Regions from separate parts of the Sus scrofa genome. Here regions 2, 3, 4 and 5 are each linked to region 1. A link is a contact called in public Hi-C and HiChIP or PLAC-seq data. All regions are on one chromosome and are shown on one strand. Each heading gives the region's core, a stretch centred on a gene start, on an enhancer-like site or on the middle of the called end of the contact. The rest is flanking DNA. Distances are from core to core; before and after follow the strand shown. Region 1 overlaps LOC106507157 (a long non-coding RNA gene). Region 2 overlaps LOC110255806 (a long non-coding RNA gene). Region 3 holds the start of RNASEH2B (ribonuclease H2 subunit B). Region 4 overlaps LOC110255810 (a long non-coding RNA gene). Region 5 overlaps LOC110255810 (a long non-coding RNA gene).

What was found. Hi-C and Micro-C count contacts between places; a contact is called where the count stands out from the background. HiChIP or PLAC-seq counts read pairs in DNA pulled down with a chosen protein or histone mark.
Region 2: a contact with region 1 is called in a Hi-C map of embryonic fibroblasts, with 4 times the contacts expected there. The contact joins two enhancer-like sites. A contact is called at or near these places in 2 of 47 Hi-C or Micro-C datasets (embryonic fibroblasts and fibroblasts) and 1 of 2 datasets of contacts at active chromatin or transcription factors (skeletal muscle).
Region 3: a contact with region 1 is called in an H3K27ac HiChIP or PLAC-seq map of alveolar macrophages, with 11 times the contacts expected there. The contact joins the promoter of RNASEH2B here to the enhancer-like site in region 1. A contact is called at or near these places in 1 of 5 promoter capture datasets (fetal liver), 6 of 47 Hi-C or Micro-C datasets (alveolar macrophages, embryonic fibroblasts, fetal skeletal muscle and 1 more) and 2 of 2 datasets of contacts at active chromatin or transcription factors (alveolar macrophages and skeletal muscle).
Region 4: an H3K27ac HiChIP or PLAC-seq map of skeletal muscle shows a contact between it and region 1, with 4 times the contacts expected there. The contact joins two enhancer-like sites. A contact is called at or near these places in 1 of 47 Hi-C or Micro-C datasets (fibroblasts) and 1 of 2 datasets of contacts at active chromatin or transcription factors (skeletal muscle).
Region 5: a contact with region 1 is called in an H3K27ac HiChIP or PLAC-seq map of alveolar macrophages. The contact joins two enhancer-like sites. A contact is called at or near these places in 2 of 47 Hi-C or Micro-C datasets (both in embryonic fibroblasts) and 2 of 2 datasets of contacts at active chromatin or transcription factors (alveolar macrophages and skeletal muscle).

Annotation. Positions count from the first base shown.
Region 1 is chr11:17,688,461-17,693,762 of Sscrofa11.1, forward strand. LOC106507157 (a long non-coding RNA gene) reads right to left here. Exons shown (of 6, transcript XR_002336669.1): 6 at 4,966-5,302. Among named protein-coding and RNA genes, the nearest start is that of MIR15A, 66 kb to the right of the region's middle. Within about 2 kb of position 2,266, at least 81 of the 83 cell types and tissues checked have an H3K27ac peak or open chromatin away from gene starts, as enhancers often do. A contact at or near this core is called in alveolar macrophages, embryonic fibroblasts, fetal liver and 2 more, where this site is marked.
Region 2 is chr11:16,745,380-16,750,681 of Sscrofa11.1, forward strand. It overlaps LOC110255806 (a long non-coding RNA gene), which reads left to right. Exons shown (of 3, transcript XR_002336661.1): 1 at 1-3,982. Among named protein-coding and RNA genes, the nearest start is that of FAM124A, 90 kb to the left of the region's middle. Within about 2 kb of position 2,897, at least 18 of the 83 cell types and tissues checked have an H3K27ac peak or open chromatin away from gene starts, as enhancers often do. A contact at or near this core is called in embryonic fibroblasts, where this site is marked.
Region 3 is chr11:16,908,461-16,913,762 of Sscrofa11.1, forward strand. RNASEH2B (ribonuclease H2 subunit B) reads right to left here and starts at 3,346. Exons shown (of 11, transcript NM_001244492.1): 1 at 3,155-3,346. The coding sequence starts at 3,206. It overlaps LOC110255807 (a long non-coding RNA gene), which reads left to right and starts at 3,555. Exons shown (of 3, transcript XR_002336662.1): 1 at 3,555-3,815; 2 at 4,491-4,590.
Region 4 is chr11:17,038,505-17,043,806 of Sscrofa11.1, forward strand. All of the region lies in intron 2 of LOC110255810 (a long non-coding RNA gene), which reads right to left. Among named protein-coding and RNA genes, the nearest start is that of DLEU7, 70 kb to the left of the region's middle. Within about 2 kb of position 2,712, at least 4 of the 83 cell types and tissues checked have an H3K27ac peak or open chromatin away from gene starts, as enhancers often do. A contact at or near this core is called in skeletal muscle, where this site is marked.
Region 5 is chr11:17,084,719-17,090,020 of Sscrofa11.1, forward strand. All of the region lies in intron 2 of LOC110255810 (a long non-coding RNA gene), which reads right to left. Among named protein-coding and RNA genes, the nearest start is that of DLEU7, 120 kb to the left of the region's middle. Within about 2 kb of position 2,418, at least 5 of the 83 cell types and tissues checked have an H3K27ac peak or open chromatin away from gene starts, as enhancers often do. A contact at or near this core is called in alveolar macrophages, where this site is marked.

The sequences.
Region 1 (5,302 bases), core at 1,016-3,515:
GAGAAAAGGCAAGAGAGCTGGAGAATAAGATCGGGCTCCCAAACTAGGTTCTGAGCCCCATCAGGTGTGAGGAGACTAATGCCCAGTCCCATCTGCTGCTGGTCCACTCAGCTCTGCGCTTTAGAAACCCAGCAACCACTGCTCAGGCTCGCTTACTTCAACTCGCCTCCCCCTTTAGGGCGAGAGAAACGCATGTATCCTAAATGGACGAACCCAAAGCTTAAGGTTTCCCCCTTAAAAAGAGTGGGACGAGAGAAGGGGAGGAGAGAGAGAGAGGGAGAGAGGGAAGGAGGGGGAGGGGGGGAGAGAGAGAGAGAGACAGAGAGAGAGAGAAAGAAAAAGGCCCAAACCTGGAAAGGTTTCTCAGCTAGAGGCGAAAGCGCTCCTCGGTTTGCCCTAGCCCTGTGTCGGGTCCGGAAGCGCGGTTCCCAGCAAGGGCCGGTGCAGGTTCCCTCTCCCCTCCCCCGGCCTGCACTTGAGCTGGGTGCGAAGGAACAGTCTCTCCAAACTCCTTAGAAAATAATATAACCCTTCCAGACTGTTTACCATACTGTCCAGCTGCCCGGAAAGGTCCGACGCGTTTCCTGCACTCGTCCCAACTCAGCCCTGGCTTTCCTCCACCCGTGCTCTGAAGAGCTAAATTATTTTATTCCGATTCTGGAAAGTTAATCTGTGATCTAAATAAATCACTTAGGGAAACGACCGGAAGCTGCGAAGGTAAATTACGCTCAAGCCAGTTACTTGCACTGGGTTTTTTTCTTTTTCTGATAAGGCCTTCTTCTCTTATTTATCTCCTTCCTTGTATACACCAGGCTCAGGAAAAGAGGGTTTAGGCCGGCAAGGGAGCTCAGTTTCATTTCGGGACATATGGCGGGGCCTAGCATTTCGTCATCAGATTTTTAAAGGAAAGTTCAAATGTTTTTGTCACAGATCAAACTTCCAGTAACTCCCTAAAAACTGTATTACCCCCACTGAGGTTCAGGTCTGCAAACTCTTTGGTCCGCAGATGTCCGGGAAGCCGTAAGTGAGCTCGCACTAAGCCCGGCTGCACCTGCGGAGGAGGGAGAGCGTCTACGCGCGTCTCGGAACTGCCGCACTGTACTTCCCGCGCTCCGCCGGCTAGCCGGCGAGCTGCCGCCAGCCACCCCCGCGTCCCTCGATCCCCCGCCCTCAGCCAATCGTGCGGGGGCCGGGAAGGATGGGCATCCCAACGTCTGAGGAAGCGGCCGCTCGAGTGACTAGTCGGGCCCCTGGCTCCCAGGAGAGGCCCGGACGCGCGCACACTCCGGCACCAGGGCGCTGGCGCTCCAGAGGCGGGGAGGAGGGTAGAGGGCGGAAGCGCGGAAGGCTTGCAAGCACACCCAAGAGCTGCAGACCCCGGGGCCCCATTGGGTGACTAGGGCGCGGGTGCCCACGTTGTGCGCGACGCCTGGGCCACGACCGGAGCCCACGAGCTGGGTGCCCAGCCGAGTGAGGCAGCCGCCGCCGCCGCCGCCGCCGCCACGGAGCCTGGCGGGCGGCGCGGAGCCCCGGGGAGCTGGTTTTCCCGGGCGGGCACGTGATGGGGTTGGCAGCGCTCTGGCCGGGACTGGGAGGGGGAAGCGGCGAGCTGGAGGCCGGGGGCGGGCGGGCGGCTGGCGCGCTGTGTACTTAGGTCGTGTGCTGGGGCTTTTCTCTCCCAGGAGCCGGCGGGGGAGGGGAGGAGGAGGGGCCACCGCTCCGCCTTCTCCTTTTCGCAATGTTGACGCAATCTATAAATAGTGGAACAAAAGGACCAACTTCCTCGGAGCTTTGCTGAAACTGCACAAAAAAATCGAGCTGGGGGGTTCCCTGGTCCCTGATGATGGGGCGGGGAGCGCGGCGCCGGGGGAGGGGGCGGGCGCGGCAGCGCGGGCCCCGCCGAGGGGGGACACCTGGCTGAGCCACAGCCGCTGCCGCCGCGCCGCTCCGCGGGAACCAGGGCTCCGTTCCCTGCGCGGGCTCGAGAGCTCGCCCCGACCTGGGGGTCTTCCTTCTCTGCCGTTGACAGGTCAGTCTGCACCGCCCCTTTCAACACTGGGTTTTCTTTTCCCTCCCCCAAGCCTCTACTTTTAGCAGGGAACCGAGGGGGAAAATAGAACGAGGCGCAGCAGTGACAGCCATCCAATCGGGAACCCCAGCAGTGCACGGCGGGGTGGCCGAGGGGGTTCAAGGAGGCATTCTGTGCTTGGCCCCTCGTCGTACAGCCAGCGGCCGCGCGGCGGCCCGAGACGAAGCCAAGCAGGACTTGCGTGCGCCGCCCAGGAGGCAGGGATAGTGGAGGCGGGAGCGCCGCGGAGGCGCGGGCCGCTGGGTAGGGGGGTCGACGGCTGGCTCCCGGTTGCGGATCCCGCCGGGGGGGGGTCAACCCCCAGCGGAGACGTGCCAAGACCAGGAGGCTGCTGAGCGCAACTCGCCCCCTCTGAGCTTGGACCTTGCGTCTCCGCCTCGTCCTGCGCCTGCTATGGGAGGGTTCAGCGGAGAAGCGCTGCCGCCGCACGCCACCGCGCACCCTGGCTCCGGCGTCCACGCATCCAGCGCGCTGGGAATTGGGGATAGGTGAGGACCGAAGGCACGCTCTCTTCCAGGAGCCCGGACCTAAGCCGGAGCGCCAGCCGCGCCGCCGTGGCGGTTACACTGGGCGCGGGGGAGGGGGCGGAGCTGGCGCTGTTGACAGCCGTGCTGGAGCGGGGAGGGCGAAAGTTGGAGAGAAGGGACTGGGGGAGGGAGCGCGCGCGCGGGATTCGGCGGGGAGTCGGGAGGGGGGGTAGCGTCACGTGACAGGCAGACGCCCCCGCTACAGGCCGACAGTAGAGGTGACGTCACCATCCCCTGACTGCAGGGGGTGGCACTTCCGTTCCCTCCCCCATATCTGCTCCCCCAGCCCCCAAACCGGCGGCTGCTGCCATTTCAAACGTGTGGGAGTGGGCGGAGGGGGAGACAGGGGTTTTCCTCAAGGCCTTAGCCCCTAACTGCTTCCCCAGCTGCCCAGAGTCCCGAGCCTATAACCTGAGCAGAACCCAAGGCCGCCCTCTCTGGACGCGCCTCTTTGTGTGAGCGGGCAGCCCTGGGCGGAGGCTGGTACCGGCCCCCTGCGGCTCCCAGCTCCGGAGGGGGCGGGGACAGTCCAGGAGCGGTCAAGGCCAAGTCCCGCTGTCGGAGAACGCCATCCGAGGTCCGACGTCTACGCCTGGCTGGGAAGAGGCGGCCTTGCCCACGTTCTTTGGGTGCTGGGTGGTTGGGGACCTGCTTATCGGCATGGGCCTAGAGTCTAACCTCATGGGTTCTGTAGGATTCTGTCACCATTCTGGAAGACGCGATCCCAGCAGTCGTTATAAGCTATTTGGGGAAACTCCGGGTTTTGGTGACTCAGCGCGGTAAGCGCTATTTATAAGTTGATGTGTTAGCTGCAGGGAAATACTCTTCGTTGTGATCTGTCTACCCAGGGAGGGCAAAGAGCTCGGTTTTGAGGCAACAATTAAGTGACTTTTTGAAAAAGGAAAGGGTTGACTTAAAGAAAGCGTGTGCTGTAGGCAGACTTAGAACACGGTTTATCTCAAAATTGAAACATTTTCCTGGATAGATGGAGAATTTCAAGGACGCCTGATGGTAGACAGTCTTTTTAAGTGGAGAACCAAGGAGAAATAATTCAGGTAAATGACAGAGCAGTCCTAGTAGATCCCAGAATATCATAACTATGTTGTTTATTAATTGCCGGAGTTGTTAAATACATAACACCATGTGGTGGCTGGGCATAAAGGAAAACTGGATGATGTTGAAAATTCGTATAGGATATTCTGTAGCAGGAAGGTGTGTGTTGTCTTTATCATCAAAATTCTGCTGGCGATTATAAATAACATGTTTACCTCCCAAGAAAGTACTATAAAAATGTGTACCACAGCCTGGGGTTCTTCTGTGTATAAGTGCTGTACAAACAATTATCAGTCACTGCTTAACAGGTTTTACTTTACGATTTATTTTCTTTTTTCCTACCCGCCCCCCGCCCCACTCCCACCCTAGTTTGGAAATCCAGGGGGTAGATGCTAAGAGAAAAAGCAAATGCTAGACTGGCTTCAGGGAGGCAAGAGTTCACATCCAGTTTGCTTATCCTGAATAGCTTTCTGTAGGTGCCATGACCTGAGGTGCTTCGTAAAGAAGGCAGATTCCTAGATGGGCAAAAGTTAGGTCAGCTAAGAAAAAAGGAAAGGGCTGAGCAAGCAAAGCAACCTGTAGTGAAGAACTGCTGTGAGGTAAATTTAAGTGGGATGTGAGGAGGATGAAGAGAAGGGAGAGAAAGGAGGCTGGACTGATGGCCAGTCCACATAGGGCTTCGAAGTCCATGCTGGGGAGCTTACATTTTAGCCTGAGACCTACACGGTTTTAGCCTTTAGGGGGACACATATCCGTTTGAGAACCTAGGGAAAGCAATCTAGTCTTTTTTCCAGAAAAAAAAAAAAATGCACCTACAGACCTCTACTACAATTTTGCATACCATTTCAAGCATTTACTCTGAGAAAGAGACTTTTGGTCCTCAGGATTAAAACCTATGGGAAAGGGAAACCTATGAAAGTTGTTTTGTTTTTTTTTTTTAAGGGAATGCATGGTCAGGTATGAAAAGATTATAGGTCTTTGAAAATATTATACCAGTTGGGGTCCTGGAGGCTGTAAGATGGAATGTAAAATAGCCTGTTATCTAAGAATTGATTAGGACCACTTCTGTGTACCTAGTAGCAGTGGGGATAGAAGAAAATGGATTCAAGAAAGGTAATTTAAAAGAGTCAGTGGAATGGGAAAGTGACCGGCTGTGGGGGGGCGGGGGAGGGACCAAGGCGAGGGATCCACCCCTATTCTGGTCTGGGGTGTAGACTGGGAGGAGAAGTGAGTCTCTAGTTCAGGAGGAGGAACTAACTCTGTTTGCTTCCTCGAAAAGAAATGAAAACCTGTGGCTGGTTTGGTCTCTTTATGAGACTATGTAATCTTTCAGTGAAAAAGAAAGCACCTTTCCAAAGACTGTAATTCAGAAGGGGGATGAGGGCAGGAGAGGATTAAATCTTGCTTTCTTCTCTCTTTTCTAAAAACTAGGGATGCCTAAGGAAGAAGAAAAGGAGAGATGGAGAGAATCAGGCTTTCTTTTCCCCCTGCTCAGTCACTAAGCCTTCGAGAAAAAGAACTTTGGCTAGAAAGGGTCCACATGATGGTGTTTTTTGTTCCCGATGGCACTTCAAAACTGCACTTAATCATCCACAATTAGTACTAGGAGGTGCTAAGATTTCAGTCTAGCTAG
Region 2 (5,302 bases), core at 1,647-4,146, 940 kb before region 1:
GAGTTTCAATACCAGCTCTACTAGCGACTATTTGGGGAGCCTGAACTTCTCTGTGCCTCGGTGGTGTCATCTTCCCAATCCCACGTTTGAGGATTGCGGTGAGGATGCCTTCGTGTTCAGTGGAACCAAATGAAATGACCGCTCTCCAGCCATCTCTGACCCGCAAGAGCCGTCCTTTCGTGTGGTCCGTCCGACAGTGCCTGGTGCCAGGCTTGGTGGCAGTGAGCTGTTATTGTCACAGCTAGCATGACAGAGTACAGCCAGCCCGGACCGATCATTTGGAAGATCAACGGATTTGTTTTCTGGACATTTTTTCCTGAGGATTCTTACTAGTGCGTGATCCTGTTGTTTCCCTGGACTAAAGTCCAAATCATGAAAACAGGCTTGAATGAGACCTACATGCACACAGCGCTGCCTCGAGCCAAGCCATTTTGATCTAAGCCGCCTCCTTTCAGTGAGGTATTTTCCCAGCAAGGGTGAAGGGCCAGCCGTCAGGGCACCACCCCTTCACCGAGTAAAGCTGAACCTCATCGCCTCTGGCGCTCAGGGCCTCCGCCTCCATCTCCCGCGAGCTTGCCTCTCCGAAAGGTGCTTGGCCCCTGGGACTGTATTGACACATCTCTCAGATGCACGCCCATCAGTTTCTCTCTTCTGTGGCTCTTTGCCTCTTTGAAAGCCCAGTGCATACTAGCTGATTCCCTTAGCCCGGGAAATACATGCTGTTTTCATTTTGGCAGAGTTTTCAAAGCTGGAGCCAAAAGTGATGAGAATTTCAGGTACTGGGCAGGCCCCTGGTGGGGGACATTTTTTATTCAAAGGGTCTCTGGGAGGCTAGGGGTTTGGCCACATCCCTCTTGGTGGCCCTGGTAGGGAGCCGAGGTAGCCTGGGGCTCCCACCCAGAGTATGGCCACTATGGTCCCAGGAGTTCAAAAGCAAGCAAATAAAACTAGTAGCAGTTGGGTTTTATCAGAGAAAGTTTTCTTTCCAGATACTGGATCCTGGCACATACCCCCCCATTTCTTTCCTCAATCTATAGAGACGGACCCCAGGAACCTTCCTCTGAGACTCCTGCCCCCCTCGTCACATGAGGTTCTCACTGCACATCGGACACAGACCACAAGAGACGAAAGGCTGCCTTGTGGGATCTCAGGATGTATCCTTGACGGCGCCTCGAATGAGGCTGCGTCGTCACAGGCCCACGTCTAACGTGGGGGTGAGCCCCGAACTCTTCATGCACCAAACAGGAGTCAAACGCTCCGAAGCCAGACACGGAAGAGAAACATCCTCTCCAATTCAACTCATATGAAGTTCAAGAGCGAGCAAAACTAATCTCTAGCGCACGTCATGGGAATAGCATTGGTTGGGGGCGGTAGGGTGGGCAGAGAAGGGGCGCAGAGGAACCTTCTGTCGTAATGGAGATGTTCTCTCTTTTCCATGGGGTTACAGAGCTGCAGACCTTTGTCGAAGGTCATGGACCTGCCCACTGAAGATCAAAAGAAGTAGTAGAGAGGGAGTTCCCTGGTGGTCTAATGGTTAGGATTCGGCACTGAAACTGCTGCAGCCCAGGTTCAAACCCTGGTTTGGGGGAACTCATATCCCGCATCAAGCGGCTTCACGCTGCAAGCCCCCCTCCCCAAAAAAGAGGAGGTAGCCGTGAGAAATGGCCCTCAGAACCCAAACCTCAGGAAGGAGGCCCCTCATGGCACGGAAGAGAAGGAGGGAGTTTCCACATACTGCACGTTCTCAGCAGGCTGTCTGCGCAGTGGAAAAACATATAAAACGTCAGCCAATTTTCCAGACAGTTTCAAAATCCAAGGACGTTTGTCTTGGTGCTCACGCGGCCTATGTCTTTTCAAATGTTTACAGAGTATTTACAGAAAGTCGTCCTTTGGGTGGCAGTGGTAATTAGGAAAACTGGCAGCGAAAATTAACACATACCATGAAAGAGAGATAATTGCTCCATTGCCATATACAATATTATTATCAAATGGCATTCACCGAGGAATCCAATTGGTCCCTACCAGCTCAAGCCCTTGTTCTAGGAAAGATCCCCCCTTCCTTGTTACCCCGAGGACGAAGCTGCCACAGCTCGCGAATGAGATGCCATATGGTACTTAACATCAGAATCAAAATGAGCTTGTGCTTTTTGTGCGAGATGCCGAAATTTATTAGAAAATCAGAAAGCCTCATTTCCACCAAGTTCCTGAGACCTGCCATCTGCTGCATGAGAAAGAAAATGGAGATTTTTTTTTTTTTTTAACCATTTACTTATTGTGAAGTGTGAGCGTACGGGTGCGTTTGCAAAAGCAGGGGTGGGGGCCGGTTTGGGGGTGGGGGGTGCTGTAAGAGCGAGCCAGAGCAAGCCCGCTTGGCAGGGGAGAAAGGAGGCTGTCAGCTGAATGGTGGCACAAGGCTTGGGAAGCATAATTATGGAAATCACCTATTCCAGAGCAATTTTTTTTTTTTTTTGCTCCTTCTCCTGAACACATGTTCCTTCCACACAGAAACAGCAGAGAGAGAGGCCGGCTCTCAAGAAGAAGCACAATCTCTGTGTCACAGGGAGTTTCAACAAGCCCCAGCCTCTTGAGTATTAGGTCTGTCCGTGGAAAGGGCAGCGCAAATAAGACGGGAGCTAACAGACGGGGAGCTCAGTGGGTGGGGAGGAAGGAGGGCTTTCTCCAGGGAGATGCTGGGGTTGGGGTGGGGGTGGGGGGCAAGACAGAAGAGGGATCTGATGGGGGCAGCAAAGTAGTGCCCAGTTCACCGTGTCTGGAGATTTTCTCTAAGTGCTGGAGGCTGGGGATGCAAAGACAAAGGCGCTTTGTACTTTCAGAAGGGCTGTCAGCTGTTGGGGAATTCGCGGCGGGGGACCGCCTCTGCCTCCGAGAGATGCTGCCTTGCCCATGAGTCACACCCCTGTGGCGGCCCAGTACCTCCGCAGAGCACTGCAGCCCGGAGGGCTTACCTAACCCCTTGATTTGGAGACAGTGGTTTTACATTAGAGCTGGTATGTCTGTTGGCACAACTGCAGGCAACATTCACTAGACGTGGCTAGTGGCTGGCCTCTGATCCCAGCCCTCGGGAGCTGGGCCTCTAGCAAAGAGGCTTCCAGAGCCTGAAATGGAGCCGAGATGGGGGAGGGGGAGGATAAGGCTTCAAGGCACCAGGGAATTTCGCTTTATAACGTTCTGTAGTCAGGCTCAGGTCCAGACAGGCCTTTCCTGGACTGCCTCCAATAGGGTTAATTGAAGAATTAAAAAGATCTCTCATCTACGAGGCCATCCTCCAGCAGGATCCCAGGGGTGTCCTCGAGGTCAAGTTCAGGTTCTGGGAGTGCTCCAGGGCCTTGACGGGTCTTCGGGGAGCCCAGCCCACACCCTCGGGGCTCGTCGTCTCGGTGCCCTCACGCAGGTCGGTGACCAACAGTCTCTCCCTCGAAAGGAGGAACGACTTGGCCGAAGCCTTCATGGCTCAGGCGTCCTGGCCTCGCACCTGAGCCGATCCAGGGCTGGCAGCTTCCTCCAGAGCCTGTGCCCACCTCAGTGAGGACGAGCTGCGTGGGGGAGGAGCCCAGGGAGTTTCCGCATCTGCCGTGCGAGGCAGGAGGAGGAAGGGCCCGCAAGCCCCAGGGACCGACGTGATGAGGCTGTGCTCGCCCTCCAAGCCTCCTCCCACCGAAGGTAGCGAGGGCCGCCTCCCAGATGCTCAGAGGTCTTCTGGCTCCAGGTCTGCGGGCTCCGTGCGGGTGGCCCCTCCGGGAGACCTTCAGGGTCAGCCTTGGGGATGCGCCTGGTAGCAGGTCCCGAGCCCTCGGCCAGGGTGGGAAGGGCAGCCTTCCTGTTCACTCCCTTGGTGAATGAGGATCGGCTCTGATTTCCCCGGGGGCCGCCCCATCTCTACAGGACAGGCTTCGGCAGATACCTGGGCTTCTCCTGAACCGCTGGGAGCAGACCGGACTGAAGATACCTCGGTGGCAACATGGTAAGCGGCTTTCAGCGTCCTCTGTCCTGACTCCCCTTGGCCCCCATGCCCGGCAGCTACATCATGACAATTATTATCTGAGAACGGCTGTCCTCTCCTGAGCACTTGCTCAGCGCCAAGCGTCTCTTACCTATGAGCCCGTTTAATCCTTGCGACAACCCTGCGAGGAGAGGTCCATTCTCATCACCATTCCCCAGATGAAACAATTAGTAAGACCAGTGAGCTTTGGTGAAGGGCTGGGGTCAAACAGCTGGTAAGATGTGGGGTTGGCCGTCAAACCCTCAGTCTGACTCCAGAACCATTAACCCCAACAACGGTCCTCCAAGAGTGAGCGTTACTCTTTTGTTTATCTTGTGAGTAGACTGAGTTCAGAGAGGTTAGGTAACTTACCCAAAGCCACACAGCTGCAAAGCATAGAGATAGAAACCCCTCTGGCTCTAGAGCCCAAGCCATTTCTCTTAGCCACCCCCCCATCCCAAACTCCATCCCTCCCAACAGATGGGGGGCCCAGAAAGCAGAACTGGATGTGGGCTGTGGAGTCGTCTTTACAGAAGACTTAGCTAAACCTTCCTCTTTTTGGACATTAAGTAGAAACATTGCTTCTTTTGAATGCTGATGTTTCTCTGGGTGCCATAGTTACTCCTCGAGTATCTCCCCAAATCTTTGGGTGCCACCCGCCAAGAAGGGTGCCCACCTGCTTGATGATCTGACTAGTTGCCAGGGCTAGTTCCCAAGTGTTGGAAACCATGGGTGCTGGTGGTCATTCTCACCCGTTGCACCTGGGCCCTCAAAGGTACAAGGAGTGCGCCTCACAGAGCATCTTGTCCATGAGACGTCAATACAAAGACCTAAGACACACTTTGGACAAATTATGCGGAACCAGCCCCTTTTTGCTCTCTCTGGGGCCAGAGGAAGTCCCCCTGATTTCAGTGCCCAGGAAAAAGGTGTGTTTATAACCAGCAGAGGGTGAGGGGCTCTTCTCTGAACCATACACTCGGCTCCCCAGTGATTAGCTACACCACCAGCTTGGGGGGCTGTTGATTGCCAAGGGCTGGACTGACCCTAAGTCATCAAACCCAGTTCCATTACCCTGCGTGGTTATAACCAAGTGGCAGATGGCTGGGTTCCTTTGTCCTGGGTTCCCATTGTCACACAGTAGGAGGCTTAGGCGTGTTGTTTTTCATTGGAACTGGCACTCTTTTTGCAAAGATTTGTAGGGTGAACGGTGGCTGTCTTTGTCAATGTTGGATTGATTTTAACTGCCTTTAAAAGGTACTTAATGATTTTCTTGAGTTTAGACTTGAAGCTTCGATTCTCTTT
Region 3 (5,302 bases), core at 2,096-4,595, 780 kb before region 1:
GGAAACTTCTCTCTTATTCCAAAAAGTAGACATGTTCATGGTCTCTTATGGTAACTAAAACTGCACATAGGCTAGTGTTCCAGGCTCTGCTGAAAAATCATTTAAGACCATCCCAAACTGCAAGAAAGTGCTTACCCTGCTGAAATGCGAGGCAGTACTGTCTCAACTGGGCTCCGAAAATCACGGCCCCATGTCTAAGTACCTTACAAGTATCTCTCTCATGTTTTAGCTTCTGTTTTTCTGGGATATTGGACTTCTCCAGACAAACTGAAAACCAGCAGAAAAGAGACCTAACTAATGAATAAATACTTTACCATGTCCTTCAGGATATAACACAGCCCCATGACAGGGTAGAGTCTCCTCCTCTCAAATGTACAACTTACTGGGGCCAAATTCCCACCTGCTGGAAAGAACAACAAATATGTGTGTGGAGATGGGCCTCGTACCCTGTGCCGACATGCACTGCCCTGCCATTGGTAATTCTGGTCCACCATAAAGACAGCGAAGCCTGAGACTGGCCGTTCCTAGCTCCCAAGGGCTGGTGCTACTGCAGTGGTTCCTAGGGGTGTCCTCCGACCAGCAGCATCAGCATCACTGGGGAACTTGCTAGAAACGTACATTCTCAGCCCCCACTCCAGATGTACAAAATCAGACACTTTGGGGATGGTACCCAGCTCCCCAGTGACTGATGCCCTCATGTTTGAGAAGCACAGTGGCACAGCAGTTACTTATCAAACACCAGTGTTTGTACCCCCACAGCCTGCAGGTGGCAGTAAAGGCCAGCTAGAGGAATTACAGGCACTAGAAGCTCAAGTTCTGTCTCCAAACCGCCTGCCTAACCACATACACTGTGCTTTTTAACAGTTCCTTAACAGCTGGCTCAGCCTCCTCCAAAAAGTTCAGAGGCCACAGTACGGGCTCAGCTCTGAACAGGAACTGGACTGAAACTCCTCTTGCCACCAGCCAGTAGACGTATTAAACCTACAACTTCCAGAGATGCAATCAATAATTACCTTAAAGGTTTTTACGTTTAATGTGATGAGGACACAAACATACTTTAAGAATGAAAATGTCAGTACTCATGTGGAATCTGAAAAAAGGACACAATGAACTTCTTTGCACAACAGATACTGATGCACAGACTTTGAAAAACTTATGGTTTCCAAAGGAGACAGGTCAGGGGTCGGCGGATGCGCTGGGGTTGTGGGATGGAAATCCTATAAAATTGGATTGTGACGGTCATTGCACAACTACAAGTGTAATAAACTCATTGAGTAATAATAAATAAATAAATAAATAAACCTGAAAAAAAAAAAACCCAGAATGAAAATGTCCGTACTGACTAAACAGAACAAGATAAGCAACTCGAATTATTCTCAGTCATTACGTGCATCTGAAGAAAAATAACCCACTTGATTCTTAATGAGTCCCATCATTAAAATCTCATTGAACTAATGTGACAACAGTGAGAATTTTTCTACGGTAAAGCATGTATCGGGTAGCCCTTTGCTGGATTCTGTGAAGACCTGAACTTTGCATGAACTTTTCCTCTACAAACTATAAATCTCCATTGAGGATGTGCAGCAACCGGCCAGTGAGAGTGGAAATCGGTGCTACCACTTTGGAAAACCGCTGAGCAGCATCTACCAAAGCTGAACATACAGTATCCAGGACTAGCAATTCCACTCCTAAGTCTACACTGCTGAGAAAGCCTCCTAAAAAGAGTGTTCTTAGAAGTGTAACTCATAATGGTTACAAACAGGAAATAATTTAAATATCCATTCACAGAAGTCGAGATAAATATTAAGAACATACATATGATAAAGACACATAGGAAGCAACAAACCAGACTACTGCTACACAGAATATGGATGAAACTTACAGATGTAACGCTGAGTGAGAGAGGCCTGGCACCAAGGAACACACACTTACCCCAACAAGCAGAAGGAACCTCTGGTGACAGAGGTCAGCAGCGGGGTTACTGGGGCTATCCAGCAACAGGTAAGAGAAGCCTACTGGAAAAGTTCTAGGTCTTGACATGAGGAATGCTTACAGGGGTACAGATATATGAAAAGTTCATTGAGTTGCACCTGCTTAAACTTGTATATGTTACTATATGCATACTTCTTTACAAATGGAGAAAAAGTAAAACACAAAAAATATCGACAGATTGTCATGTAACAATTTTCAATATCCACCATAAAAATCTAGATTAATGGCCATCTATATTGTTATCAGAGTATCATTTACTTGAAAAATACCATATTTGCCGAATAAAGTCTCCAAGTTAGATACTGAAAACAATGGGTTTTCCTTATATCCAATGTTATGTCATCAAATCAATCTATCATCCCATGAAAGGGCCAAACCTTTCTGACCTGCACTCCCTGGTCCCAACTCCATTTATTCTGACACTTCATGCCAATCATGGCTGGCAACTGATGTCCATCATCCGAAGCCTCTGCGGTCCCTGAATCATCACCCCGGGGAGGCTGAAAAGGCAGGTTCCACCACTCCCATCATTAGCTACCTGCCTGAATCTCTTTGAATCACCCTTGTCCTAACCCCTGCCACACAGCTTCCCTCCTGCCTCACCAACCAAGGCCTGTCCCAGGGAAGGGATGGGGTTAAGACACCACAGCCTCCAGGCCGATGCGGGTCTACTGGATCCTCGGTTCCGATCTAGTAGGTCCCAGATGCCTGGCCGGCTGTCGAGTGGCGAGGGGTATCAAATTACATCCCAGGAGCGGACAACTGCGGAACCTGCGCCGCTCTCCGCTGGCCTGGGCCGCAGTCTCCAGCCCACCTGATCTACAAAGAACCCCAAGGGGGAAAATCCGCTCGGTCGGTTTTTGCGCTTCCAGCTCGGGTTTTGAAACGCACAGATACAGAACTTGAAACCGAAATGAAGAACCACGTGTTCCGAGAGACACTCGAGTCCCGCGCGCGCGGCCGAGGGGCGCGCAGGGCCTGCGCGGGGTGTACCTCGGCTGCGCGCGGACAGGGGGGCCCGCCGGGGTGCGCGCGCCGGGGCCGCCGCTGAGAACCCGCCTGGGCGCCGCCCCCGCGGACGCTCGGCGCGCGCTCCCGCGCGGCGGTTGGGGGACAAGGGGCCGGGCCGAGCGCGCCGCTGCCCCGGGGCGGTCGTGTTTACCTGGGACCAGGAACACGTGCTGCCGGCCGCAAGCCCCGTCTCTGCGGTCCATGCTGCCCGCCGTGCCCGCCGAGCGCTCCGGGTGGCCGCAGGCCTCTGCACGCGGAGCGCGGGCCCGGCCAGAGCCCCGCGGCAAATGGCGGGAGAAGGGACTTTACCGAGGAGCGCAGCGTGCAGAGGGCGGGCCCGGAGGGCGGCCCGCGGGGAGAACCTCGGGCTTTCTTTTCGTTTCGTTTCCGGAGCCCGCCAGTGGCTTAGGTTAAGTGTTTAAATTGAGCGCCAGGCCCAGGCCGGCGGAAAGGGTCGCGGCCCCTCCGCCCCGCGGCGCGGCCAATGGGAGGTGCTCACCCGCGGCGCCCAGTGACGCGACGCGCTGGGCGGCGACCCAGGGCGGCGGCGGCGGCGGCGGCGGCGGCGGCGGCGGGCGGATCGCTTCAGCCCGGGGCGCCGGGTCTCTGCTTGCAGCGGCCCAGGGTCTTCCCAGTGGGGGAGTGGGGACCCCAAGGCTGGTGGACTCGCACACACCTGGCAGAAGGGAAAGCCTGGAGCGAATCCACGTCCAAATCCTAATGCTACTCTGGTCATCGTACCTTGATTATTATTTGCATCCTGCGTTGGAAGTAATGCCCGAATCTAGTGTGCTGTGTGCTTCGTGACACAGGTAAAGCAGTCCTCAACTTGGGGTTAGTCCTTGTCACTACGAAGAGGTGCACAATTTGAGGCTCAAAATATGCATTTGCTTTGAAAGACAATTTGCAATGAGTTAATCAAGACATTTTAAAAGCGTTATTTAAAAAGTTAGAGTCATGAAATTTGAAGATTTAAACTTTTAAAATAAAATTTTAATTGTACACGGTTTTAGAAAAGGTGGTAATAAACATCTGTCTCATACTTTAAAGAAAAGTATGACTCCCTGCTAATAACCCAGATCTCCAGCCCTCTTCCCCAGGGGCAATTACTGTTAAGTCTGTCTATTCTAACAGGATCTTGCCATTCACAAGTTCATGTCTCTCTTTTTTCTTTTTTTGCACAAATGGTATTTGGGGTATATTTATTTTTCTTCAAAAGATATTCAAAAACAGAAACATTTCCCTTTATAATGTTAATTAAAATGCAAAAGATATATGTATGTGTATATATATGTCTATACACGTATAGACATATATATACTCCTACATACACATATATATCTGAATATGCATGCATTATGAGTATACATAACTTTAATGCACTTAGGTTTTTTGGTTTAAATCTTGAAGATAGTTAAATTCAGCAGCACTAGATCTATCTCAGCCTTCTGAAGGGTTTTTTTAATTTCAATCCCATTTCCCATGAGGGGGGAGAAATGCAGCTAAGTAAGTTGACTGCAGGCCACACCTGGCAGAGAGGACCGTTGAGGAGGGAGACCCAGATGCCAGCCCCGGGGCAGGCAACAGGTCGGTATTATTGCTCTAGAGCTGTTTTTGTCGTTCTCTGATCTTTTCCAGCCACCGGCTGTTTTCATGTGTGTTTTCATGTGGTTGTTTTCACAGTGCAGAAACAATTTTGCCTGCTTCTCTCCCTTAACGTTGCTGTAAACAAGTTTCCCATGTCATGCAGAACTATGACTGGAGACGTGCTGTTTCACACTGCTCATGTGCCAAGGTTACGTGACCATGCCCTCGTGTGCAATACTAAGTTTATTTCAAACCGTTACTCTAAAAGATGCTGCAGTGTATACTCTACATGGACTATGCAGCAGTCAGAAACAATGAACTAAAGCTACACATAGCAACATAGATGTTTTATAACAAGAGGAAAAAGAAGCAGGAAGAGATTTCATGGCAGAAAACCACATAGGTAAATTTACACAAAAAACAATATCACATCTTTTACAAGGATATATGTACATCTAGGCTATGTATCAAACACAAGAAATAGGTGTCTTTAAAAGGAAGGGATATGTGATAAGGGACGGATAAAGAATGAGAAGGCAAGACAAATCAAAAGAGCCAGGGAGTTCCCGTTGTGGCGCAGCAGAAACGAATCCAACTAAGAACCATGAGGTTGCGGGTTCAATCCCCGGCCTTGCTCAGTGGCTTAAGGATCCTGCATTGCCATGAGCTGTGGTGTAGGTCACAGATGTGGCTCGGATCTGGCATTGCTGTG
Region 4 (5,302 bases), core at 1,462-3,961, 650 kb before region 1:
ACGATGAAAGCACTAAGCAGAAGTTTCAGCAGCTGCCTATTACAGGCATAGTTTGGAATTCAAGTCCTTCCAAGTTAAACAGCTTTGAAAAAATGCCCCAAGGTTTTAAAATTAAAACCCAGAGGTGTTTCTTAGGACTTTGGACTAGGGGATTCACCCTATGCCAGCTGCAAAACTGACACAGAACCACCCTTACAAAGCCTAAATCCAAGCCTTCATAAATCAAGATCAACTGCCAGTAATTCAACTGCTTTCTAAAACCAAAGTCAACACTTTTCAGAAGGAAAGGAATTCAGAGTCCCTACAAAATTTTCACCCACAACATCTGCTATAAAATAAAAACTGACTAGTCATGCAAAGATGCAGGAAAATATAGCATAGAGTGAAGAGAAAAGTCAAATATGGAAAGAGACCCATAGACAAACCAGATGTTAAAATTAATGGAAAAGGATGTTATTGTAATTATGGCAAATATGTTAATGAATTTATAGGAATGCATGGGTATAATGGGTGAAGATATGGGGAACTGTCAGGAGTGACATATAAATTGAAAAAAGAATCAAATTAAAATCCAAGAACTGAAAAACACAGTATTTGGGAAAAAACCTCATTTCCTATAACTGACAGTATATTAAACACAACAAATGAAAGGAGTAGTGACTGTCCAACAGGTCACTAGAAATAGAAAATAGGTCAATAGAAATTACACTGAAAGACAGAGAGAAAAGGCTTTTTCAAAATGGGCAGAGCTTCCTTGAGCTGTGGGACTGTCTCAAGTCTAAGACACACATGTAAGAAGGAGAGGAGAGAGAAAATGGGGCAGGAAAAATCTGCAACTATATTGGGTGAAAATATTCTGGACTTGGAGAATAGACTTGTGGTTGCCAAGGGGGAGGGGGGAAGGAGTGGGGTGAATTGGGAGCTTGGGGTTAATAGATGCAAACTGTTGCTTTGGGAATGGATTAGCAATGAGATCCTGCTGTGTAGCACTGAGAACAATGTCTAGTCACTTATGATGGAGCATGATAATGGGAGAAAAAAGAATGTATACATGTACGTGTAACTGGGTCACCATTGCTGTACAGTAGAAAAAAAATTGTATTAGGGAAATGACAATTAAAAAAATTAAAAAAAATTTGGGAGTTCCTGTCGTGGCGCAGTGGTTAACGAATCCGACTAGGAACCATGAGGTTGCGGGTTCAGTCCCTGCCCTTGCTCAGTGGGTTAACGATCCGGCGTTGCCGTGAGCTGTGGTGTAGGTTGCAGATGCAGCTCGGATCCCGTGTTGCTGTGGCTCTGGCGTTCGCCGGTGGCTACAGCTCCGATTCAACCTCTAGCCTGGGAACCTCCATATGCCGAGGGAGTGGCCCAAGAAATAGCAACAACAACAACAACAACAACAAAAAGACAAAAGACAAAAAAAAAAAAAATTAAAAAAACTTTGATTCAAAAATAGAAACACAGACATCTATGAAGCTCAGCAAACCCCAAGCAGGATAAGTGCAAATATAACTAAGCACCTTATAATTAAACTACTGAAAAACCAAAGACTAAGAGTAAACCTTAAGAGCAATCAAAGACATATTATATGAGGGAGAATAATTCCAAGAATGATGGCTACTTCTCATAAGAAAAAATGGGGCCAGAAGACATGGAACTATATATTCAACATGATAAAAAAAAAAAATCATTGCCAACTCAAAATTCTATACATAGCAAATTTTTTTTTTTTTTTACATTCAAGTTAAATAAACACAGAGACTTTTAGAAACAGAAAAGCTGGAAGAATTTGTTGCCAGTAAACACACAATATAAGAAATTCTCAAATACGTTCTTCAGGCTGAAGAAAAATAATACCAGATGGAAATTCAGAGGTACAGGAAGAAATGAAGAACTTTAAAAATAATTAAGTGTTGGGGTAAATATAAAAGACATATAGGACTTTGTCAAAACGAACATCTATCCTTCAAACAACACCACTAGGAAAATAAAAGCAAGTCACAGAAATAAAAGTGTTCACCCCCATAGGACCTGCCAACACAGTTCTCACTGCTGCCTCTGTGGGGGGATAGCTTGGGGCCGAGTGCCAGGGAACAGGGAGGAGATAAACCGTGGATGTTCTCCCAGGAGGTCCCTTTCCAATCTCCATGCCAGGGCCAAGGTGCAAGCTTCCGTTCATCTGGTTCCCACTTCTAGGTTTCAGGCTGTATCTTGCATCCAGGTTGGGGGGCCCAGGAGGAAAGATGGGAAATGCACCACCAGTTCAGTGGTCCATATTCTGAACTCTAGTCTTCTCTCCCAGTCTACCTGCTACTTTTCCAAGTCCTCAAATAGCTGATCCAGGTTTTAGAGCTCCATTCAGTGAGAGAATTGGGGATGGGGTGTGCCTATTCATCCTACCTAGGATTAAAACTCATGATTTAGGTCCTGAGCATGTTAAGCTGAGGTACTTGTGGGATATTTCCAGGTGGACATATCTGTCTGGAGCTTTTAAGCAACATCTTAAAACTATATAGGTGCTTCCAATCATTCCGGTCATGGAGGGTGTATAGAATAAAATAAATGGACAGAGAATAAAACCCTGGGATCCTCCTGGGTACAGGAAAAGGAGCCAATGCAGAGAGACGGGTCAGATAAGCCAGGAGAAAGGCAGGATGCGGGTATCAAGTCCCCACCCAGCTCTCTCCTGAGCTGTACATGCCAGCCGTGCTCTCGTGTTTCCAGGGAGGGCTTTGCTCATCCACCGTCTGTGTCAGAATCACCTGGGGGGGCGGAGTGGGGTGGAGCCAACCCGTTGATTTTCAGGCTACACTCTTCCAAATTTATTTAATGAGAATCCTAAGTGGCGGGGCCCACCTGCCTGAGTTTTTAACTAGCTTTCTGGAAATTTCTCAGGAACGTTAGAGAACCACGGCCCTAGGTCTACAGAATGTGGAAGCCCTGCGCCTGTCACCAGCGTAAAGAGAGGGTGCTGAATAAGTGGAAAGGTACTTTTTTGAGTGATCCAAAGTGAAAGAGAGATTCCCAAAGTTTGGTAAGTGATGCGGCAGGAGGAGGAGGAAATTGAACTTTTATTCTTATTATTCCAGACCCGAGGCAGACACTCTTGGAGCAGCTGAGTCAGGTTCATCTTGAATTTCATGTCTGAAGCCTATTAAGAGCCCAGCACAAGCCTTCAGGGCTCCAGGCCGAGAGAGGGGACAGTGAGTCTCGGGTGGCGTGAGGCTGTGCAGCTGCCGGGAATATGCTGACGGCCATGACAGGTGATGAGCCATTTGGCTGACACTGTCCTTCTTTAAACAGCATCCAGTGGAAGTGCAGCCCTGTTACTTTTACAGGACTCAATCAACAAAGGTTAATTGGTCCATTTTATGCCAAATCCAGTAGTCATGTTTGACGCTGTGCTGCTCTCGCCAGACAACATCTGTTTGGACAGGGGAATGAAACTAGCTGAGATGCAGTCTCAGCTCCCCCTCTTCTCGCCCAGCCTCTCTGCTAAGCGGTATGCTTAGGTACTTTTTGGGAAAAGTCTGAAAGCTAATGTCAATAGAAAACCACATTAGATGAAAGGGAATTCATCACCAAAAGTGCTTCGGGAGAAAGCACTTGACCCCTTTTGAGCCTCCTCATAGTCGGTGCAATGCCAAGTTCCCCTGGCCTTCTCTTGGCTTCTTCCCAACCTCGATTCTTTCCTGTGAGCGCCTCAGCAATGATGACCACGTCTCCATCTGTATTCCTAGCTCCTAGCACAGCGTCTGGCACACACGGGGGTCAAAACGTTTCTGAAGCTTATTAAGCTTCACTGTGAGTCTAGCATCAATTTGACACGCATGCTTCCTAATGGTCTACTACATTTCTTTTTTCTGCCTTCCAGATTTCTCCTGTTCTTTTCTAACCTTCCTTCCCCTTTCTTCTTTGTCCCCCTTTTTGTCTGTCTTCTCTCCTCTACTGCCCAATTACCACCAGAAGAGAACCAGGCTGGGAACTGGACCATGAAGAAAGCAACTTTCTCCATTCCCTCGCCTTGCCTTCCATCTCTCCTCCTTTCCCTTCTCCTCTCTGTACCTCTAGGGGTTCTCTTTCTGCATCTCAAGTCCTCTACGTTGAAGCCTTAATGTGCAGAATGCAGTGCTATTCAAGTAAGAGGAATAAAAGCAATTTCTCACTTGCTATTAATCCCCCATCTTTAGCGATTTGTAGAATTGAGTAAAAACCTCCTCTACAGCACAAAACACAGCTTCACTTTAAGATGCAGCATGGTTCATTTAATACCTAATACTTGCGTATTTTAAGTAGTGAATGCACTACTAACATTATGGAGAATTATTTACATCCCATCACTTTGGCAGACTGTCTGGGGTCCTGAGGACTCAAGAGATTTGACCAAACCCCTTCCAAAAGCTAACTTTGCCAGATCTTCTATGGAACAACGAACAAATGTTACAGATAACAACCATGCCAGAAATCACTGAGATTTGGGGTTTACACATATGTATTTTAAGAAACACATGAAGACACTTGATTTACTGGAGTCCATTATTCTTTTGACTCACGCTGTGCTCTCATCAGCCGTTCACATGTTTCTGAATAATCTAGGCCCTTGGGCCATCTGGAGATTTCACTGTTTGATAGTTAACCACTCCTGGCACTAAAAGGGAGAGGATGAAAATTCAGGCCAGCGTATTTTCCTTTCTGAAAGCAGCTCTCATAAAAGCTTCTTTTGAAACTATATCACTTCTCAGGAAGAAAGAAAGAAGGAAACCAACATTTTCAAATGTCAGGTAGCTATGTACTACCCAGCTTCTAAGTGTTAACTCATTTAATTCTCATAAAAACACTGTAAGGGAGGGGATATTATCTTTATACTATAGATAAAGTAACGAGGGCTCAGAGAGGTTAGGTAATTTGCTCAAAGCCACAGAGCTAGTCAGAGGTGAAGATAGGGTTTGAACCCAAGCCTGGCCAAATCCAAAGCCCACATGCTTTCCAGAACACTCTACTCTGTCTTCAGTGCTTGAATCTTACTGTTGGATTACAGACACGGTCTGTACTTCATTCTGTGCATAGTGACCAGCTCCAGACGCTGATCCATCCACTTCCCCCTCTCTCCTCCTGCCTTCCTGCCTTATTTGGCTTCCATCAGCAGCGCCTCACATTTGCATGGTGCTGTATAGACATCTATCAGGTACTTTCACAGACACTGTCTCATGTCCTTACTGAAACCCCAGGAAGCAGTGTCACTATTGTTACAGTTTATAAATGTAGAACCTGGACTGTGGAGTGATGATGGGATTGGCTCTTT
Region 5 (5,302 bases), core at 1,168-3,667, 600 kb before region 1:
AACATACTTTTCTTGCAAATTGTTCTGCCTTCCACACTAGTCAGTTCTTCCCATTTCTGAACTTCCTAGTGTTGCTTTGCAGGGATCGGCTCACGTCTCATTTCCTTTGCAGATACTTAGTGCTCAGGCAGTTCAGCTCCACTGATTTTTCCATCTGCTCCCCACCTTTCAAAAAATTGTTGCTATCCCATTCTGCTCTTGTCTCTTCATTCTCTTTGTAATTTTGCATTATTTTTAGTCCTTTAACTTCATTTTAGTGACATTTGATAGCAATATAAATAATATAACAAAAAATAACAAATATTTATCTGTCCATATGAGTTATAAATACTATTATTTCCCAGTTTATAACTTGGATTTTGTTTTCTTCTATGATGGTCTTTAATATATAAATGTGCAAAATTCATATACAACCAATCTGTGGATCTTTTCTTTTAAGGTTTCTGCCTTTGGCATTATGTTACTTAGAAAAGGTTTCCATATCCTGGCTCATTCAATTGTTTGCTTATTTTTCCTAGGTTTTTATTTTTTAAGGAGTTCATTTTCTTCATTAAAAAAACTCCTTGTGTCAAATTAACGTAGGTTTTGCTCTACAGAGAAGACTGTGACCAGCTCTTCTCCCTCTCTTTTAAGAAATGCATGAGGGGGAGTTCCGTGGTGGCGCAGTGGTTAAAGAATCTGACTAGGAGCCATGAGGTTGCAGGTTCGATCCCTGCCCTTGCTCAGTGGGTTAACGATCCGGCATTGCCGTGAGCTGTGGTGTAGGTTGCAGAGGGGGCTCGGATCCCGAGTTGCTGTGGCTCTGGCGTAGGCCGGCGGCTACAGCTCTGATTGGACCCCTAGCCTGGGAACCTCCATATGCTGCGGAGAGCGGCCCTAGAAAAGGCAAAAAAAAAAAAAAAAGAAAGAAAGAAAGAAAAAGAAGGAAAGGCTGGACTTGGGCCCAGGTGCATCCCAGTCAAATGCAGATGGGTGGTACTCATGTTTCATGCCCTACACAACTGCCACAGTCCCTGAATTCCTTAAAAAAAAAAAAAAAGAAAAGAAACGCATGAGAGAAGAATCTATATGATTAGAGGATAAGTTCAGGGTGGATACAGAAACAGAATTTATTTTAAACAACAAGACTTCCTAATAATCTGCAATGCTATATTCATCAAAGGAATGATGTGTCTCTTTATGCAAGCTTGCCTGCTGGGTTTTAGTGGTGCTCTCACACACATCATCACATTTAATTCCCACAGTCCTGAGATGTCAGGCGCCAGGAGATGAAGCACTAGACCTGACTCATTCAAAGGATCTTTCTTTCCAGCCCAGTTTTTCCCTGATTTCATCATTAGGTTTGCAAAAGCCCCGTTTTTAATGACCTTACCAAGTTTAGCTGACTTAGAAGGAAGGGAAGAAAAAAACAGAAAACACGTGGAAGATATTTGAGGCTAACACTCTGAATTGTGCCTCCTGCATAAAGCAAGAATGAGGAGAAGAATTTAATTTTCTGGTCTGCTTGTTCTAGCATGCTTCTGTACGTTTGTCACCAGGGCCCAGGAAACAGAGAGAATATAAAGGATATTCTAATTCAAGCGATGGTATTTGATTCATTCCATTCAACTTATAAAACTATCTATAAAGTTCTGTCTAATGTGGAACAGTTTTAATTCACTAGCTAAACTGCATATTAATTCCTGTTAACATTGAACCATGGTAGCCTATCTGCCCAGTCCTTGCAGTGTGTGGAAACCCACAAGTGTGACTCACGTCTGGGATGACTTCGCCTAGACTTAAACATAAAAGAGATTTAAAAAGTTGTTCTCTGTCTGTTCAAGTTGGGATCCAAATAATTACCTACACGTATCAGCTGCTATGTTGTTCTCCAAACTTGCCCACACAGAACCCTCTTTTACCTGGTTGACATATATTTAAAAGTTAACCCATTAAGAAAAAGTTTTTAAATTTTTATTATTTGAAAATCTCACGTGGAGTTCCTGCTGTGGTGCAGTGGATTAAGGACCTGGCATTGCTGCGGCTGTAGCACAGGTCTCAGCTGAGGCTTGGATTCAATCCCTAGCTGCAGGTATGGCCAAAACCATACACTTACTGAAAATCCCTACCATTCAAAGCTGGAGAAGTTTCCGCTTCTGCCAACTGAAAATTATTCAAGAGGTCAATGATGCAAGGAAATTTACACTATCAGAAATGTCATCTGTCATAACAAATTCCTTAAATCACTGAAGGTGTAACATAAAGCTGGCTAGTGTCATAACAGTCTGGGTTATTTCTGTTCTTTGCTTTTTTCTTTTTTTCTCTTTTTTTTTAATGGCCACACTGGTGGCATCTTGATAGTTCTCAGAGCTGTAGCTGCAGGCCTGCGCCACAACCATGGCAACTCCAGATCTGAGCTGAATCCACACCACATCCTCACAGACACTGTCTTGGGTTCATGACCCAGTGAGTCACAGTGGGAACTCTAGGCTGGCTTATTACATAGGGACTTTCCAAGAGAAATGATTCACTGTAACAGACTGTAACTTGGTCCCTACAGTTAGAATGATGAGGGTCTTCCACATGGGAAGGGATATTTCAAAAATCTTTCCCATTAAGTTATTGCTACCAAGAGTCAAAACAGAGTCACCAGCTAGTTGCTGATGTCCACTGCTTTTTCAGTTGGTTGACAGGTGGGACGGGTCTGAGCATTCCCAGGCGTACATGCTTGTCTCCGTTTCCCTGGACTGAAGTACCTCAATGGGAAGAGCTCATGGCCGACACGGTAAAGCCTCCTCCTAATTTTACCCCCACCCTTGTCTTCCATTTTTTCTCCTTCTCCTACTACAACTCTGGGAAGTTTCACTCAGGTGTGCAGTGGATTCTTATTCAAGGTCACAAGGTAAGTGCTTATTTTCCCATCAAAATCATATATGGGAAACTTAAGTTATCAAGTTTCTCTGGTTCTATCTGAAATTGTAGCAACCCTAGCAGGAACACACATTGTCTCACACTGGTCAACAGCACTTATATGAATAAAAGATGTGAAAATATTCTTATTTAATGAATGGAAAGTAACAGATGAAGATTTTTCTTTCTTTCTTTCCCTCCCTTCCTTCCTTCCTTCCTTCCTTTCTTTGCCGCACTGCAGCATATGGAGGTTCCCAAGCCAGGGACTGAATCTGAGCCTCAGCTGCGACCTACACCAGATCCTTGAACCCACTGTGCTGGGCCAGAATCGAACCTGCACTTCCAAAGCGACCTGAGGCACCGCAGTCAGATTCTTAACTCACTGCACCACAGTGGGAACACCAAAGTCTTTTAAATCAAGCATCCATTTTGGGGGGAAAGCAGTAAAAGCAACATTTGGTGTCAAACAGAATTACCAAATCAAAGGACAGACAATCCCTTAAAGAAAGTGCCCTAGATTTTAAACGTTCTCTATTGAAAATGTGGGCTTTGTTTCATTGTCATCTCACTAGTTAGTTGATGCCTTCTTCAGCGAAAAGTCTCATTCTTTTAGTCCCACCAGTGTGGGGAGATGGACTCTACATTCAATCATTTGCCAAGACTTAGAGCCTCCATCTTTGAGCTTATTCCCTTCTATCTCTTTCTTTTAATTCCCATGGCCCCCAGACGGTTCCACAGGGCCAAAGCCTCTCCTTGGAAAAGTGCCTCCACGTTAACTTTTTGGCCGAATTTATTTACTATTTATTCATTCTCATGAACAAGCCAAAGTTGACCTTTTCTCCTTACTGAGATAAAATGAATGCTGCCTCTCAATGTGTATCATTTTTATCTAAAATACACTGATACTTTTAAATCAGTGCTTCTCAAATTTTCATGTTCATAGAATTACCTGGGAATCTTGTTAAACTAGAGGTTCTGATTTGGTAGGTCGGGGGGAGGGCCTGGGATTCTGCATTGGAAAAAAGTTCCCCCCTAATGCTGATGATGTGGTTTAGGAACCACACCTTGAGCAGCAAGGGTCTAAATTGTGCCACAGCCATCTCAACAGTACCAATAATGCCTTAATATCAGCGGTGATTTCTGCATGGGATAGTTTTTCTAAGTTTTGTTTTCATTTTGCCTGCCTCCTAAGTGTCATTTTGGGTCCCTGCTTTATAACAGAATAGCGGAATTGATGCAACTACATTAAAACAGAAAGGGAGACACAGTGTCTGGCTGCTCTGGGCCTTCCTGTTAGCGGGAATTGCAGTCTTTGAGGAGACTTCCATTTTAATAGCTGTGCTATCAGATTCTCAGTCTTGGCATTAGAGCTAGGTGTTACAGCTGCCCATAAAGTGTTCTGATTTATAGACTCACTGCTCCTCATCATTAAATGAGAGAAATAATACATTTGAAAAAAAAAGTTCCACTGTCTAATGAGATTTCAAGCTTTTTGTTATTTAATGAGCATTCAGTATCTTGAAGATTAGAATAACTCCAATTTGCAAAACACACTTAATATTCTGGAAACATCAGCAACTGAAAAGCAGGTTACATGATATAATGAGTAAAGTTGCCTTTCTCCAGACTTGTTTGTTGCCTTGCCCTCTCTGGTCTGTTTCTGGCTCCACTCACCTTTTCCACTAGTTTACCAGATGATTCATCAACTTTCTGGCATTCATACTCACCATCTGTGTCCAACATCCTAGTAAAATCCAATAAACTCTCTTATAGCCAGCATCCCGTTAGCTACGTCCTTGTGTTTAGCGAATTCACCGGGAGGATGGTCATAAGGATGCCCTCAAGGGAAAGGGCCCTGCCACTTTCTGAACACCGATGGTGTGCCAAGTTCTGTGCTGGTTGCATTAGTTAAATCATCTCATTTAATTCTGAAGCATTAAAGATGCTAAAAAGTCCTTTATAGAAAGATTGTACACAGTTTATTATTAAGGATAAACATATCTTCTTTCTTTAATTTCTCAAATTATTGTTATACTTTATTTGTTTGAATGCATAATGTATACATGTGGTATTAATTACAAAGAAAAAAAAAGAAATAGAGTGAAAAATAAATCTCTTTCCTCCCCGCTACTCAAGTCTCTACCTGAAGGTTACCAGTTTCTTATGTATCATTTCAGAAACAGTCCATTAAGCACAGACTATTATGCAATGGACTATTTTTTGATTGTGCCCATGGCATGTAGAAGTTCCCAGGCCAGGGACTGAACCTGAGCCATAGCAACGACCCAAGCCGCAGCAGTGACAACCCAGAACCCTAACCTGCTAGACCACCAGAGAACTCCCTGCAATAGCCACGTAATCCTAGATCTCTTAAAGACTGTATTACCTATTATAGAATATATGGAAATCTTCA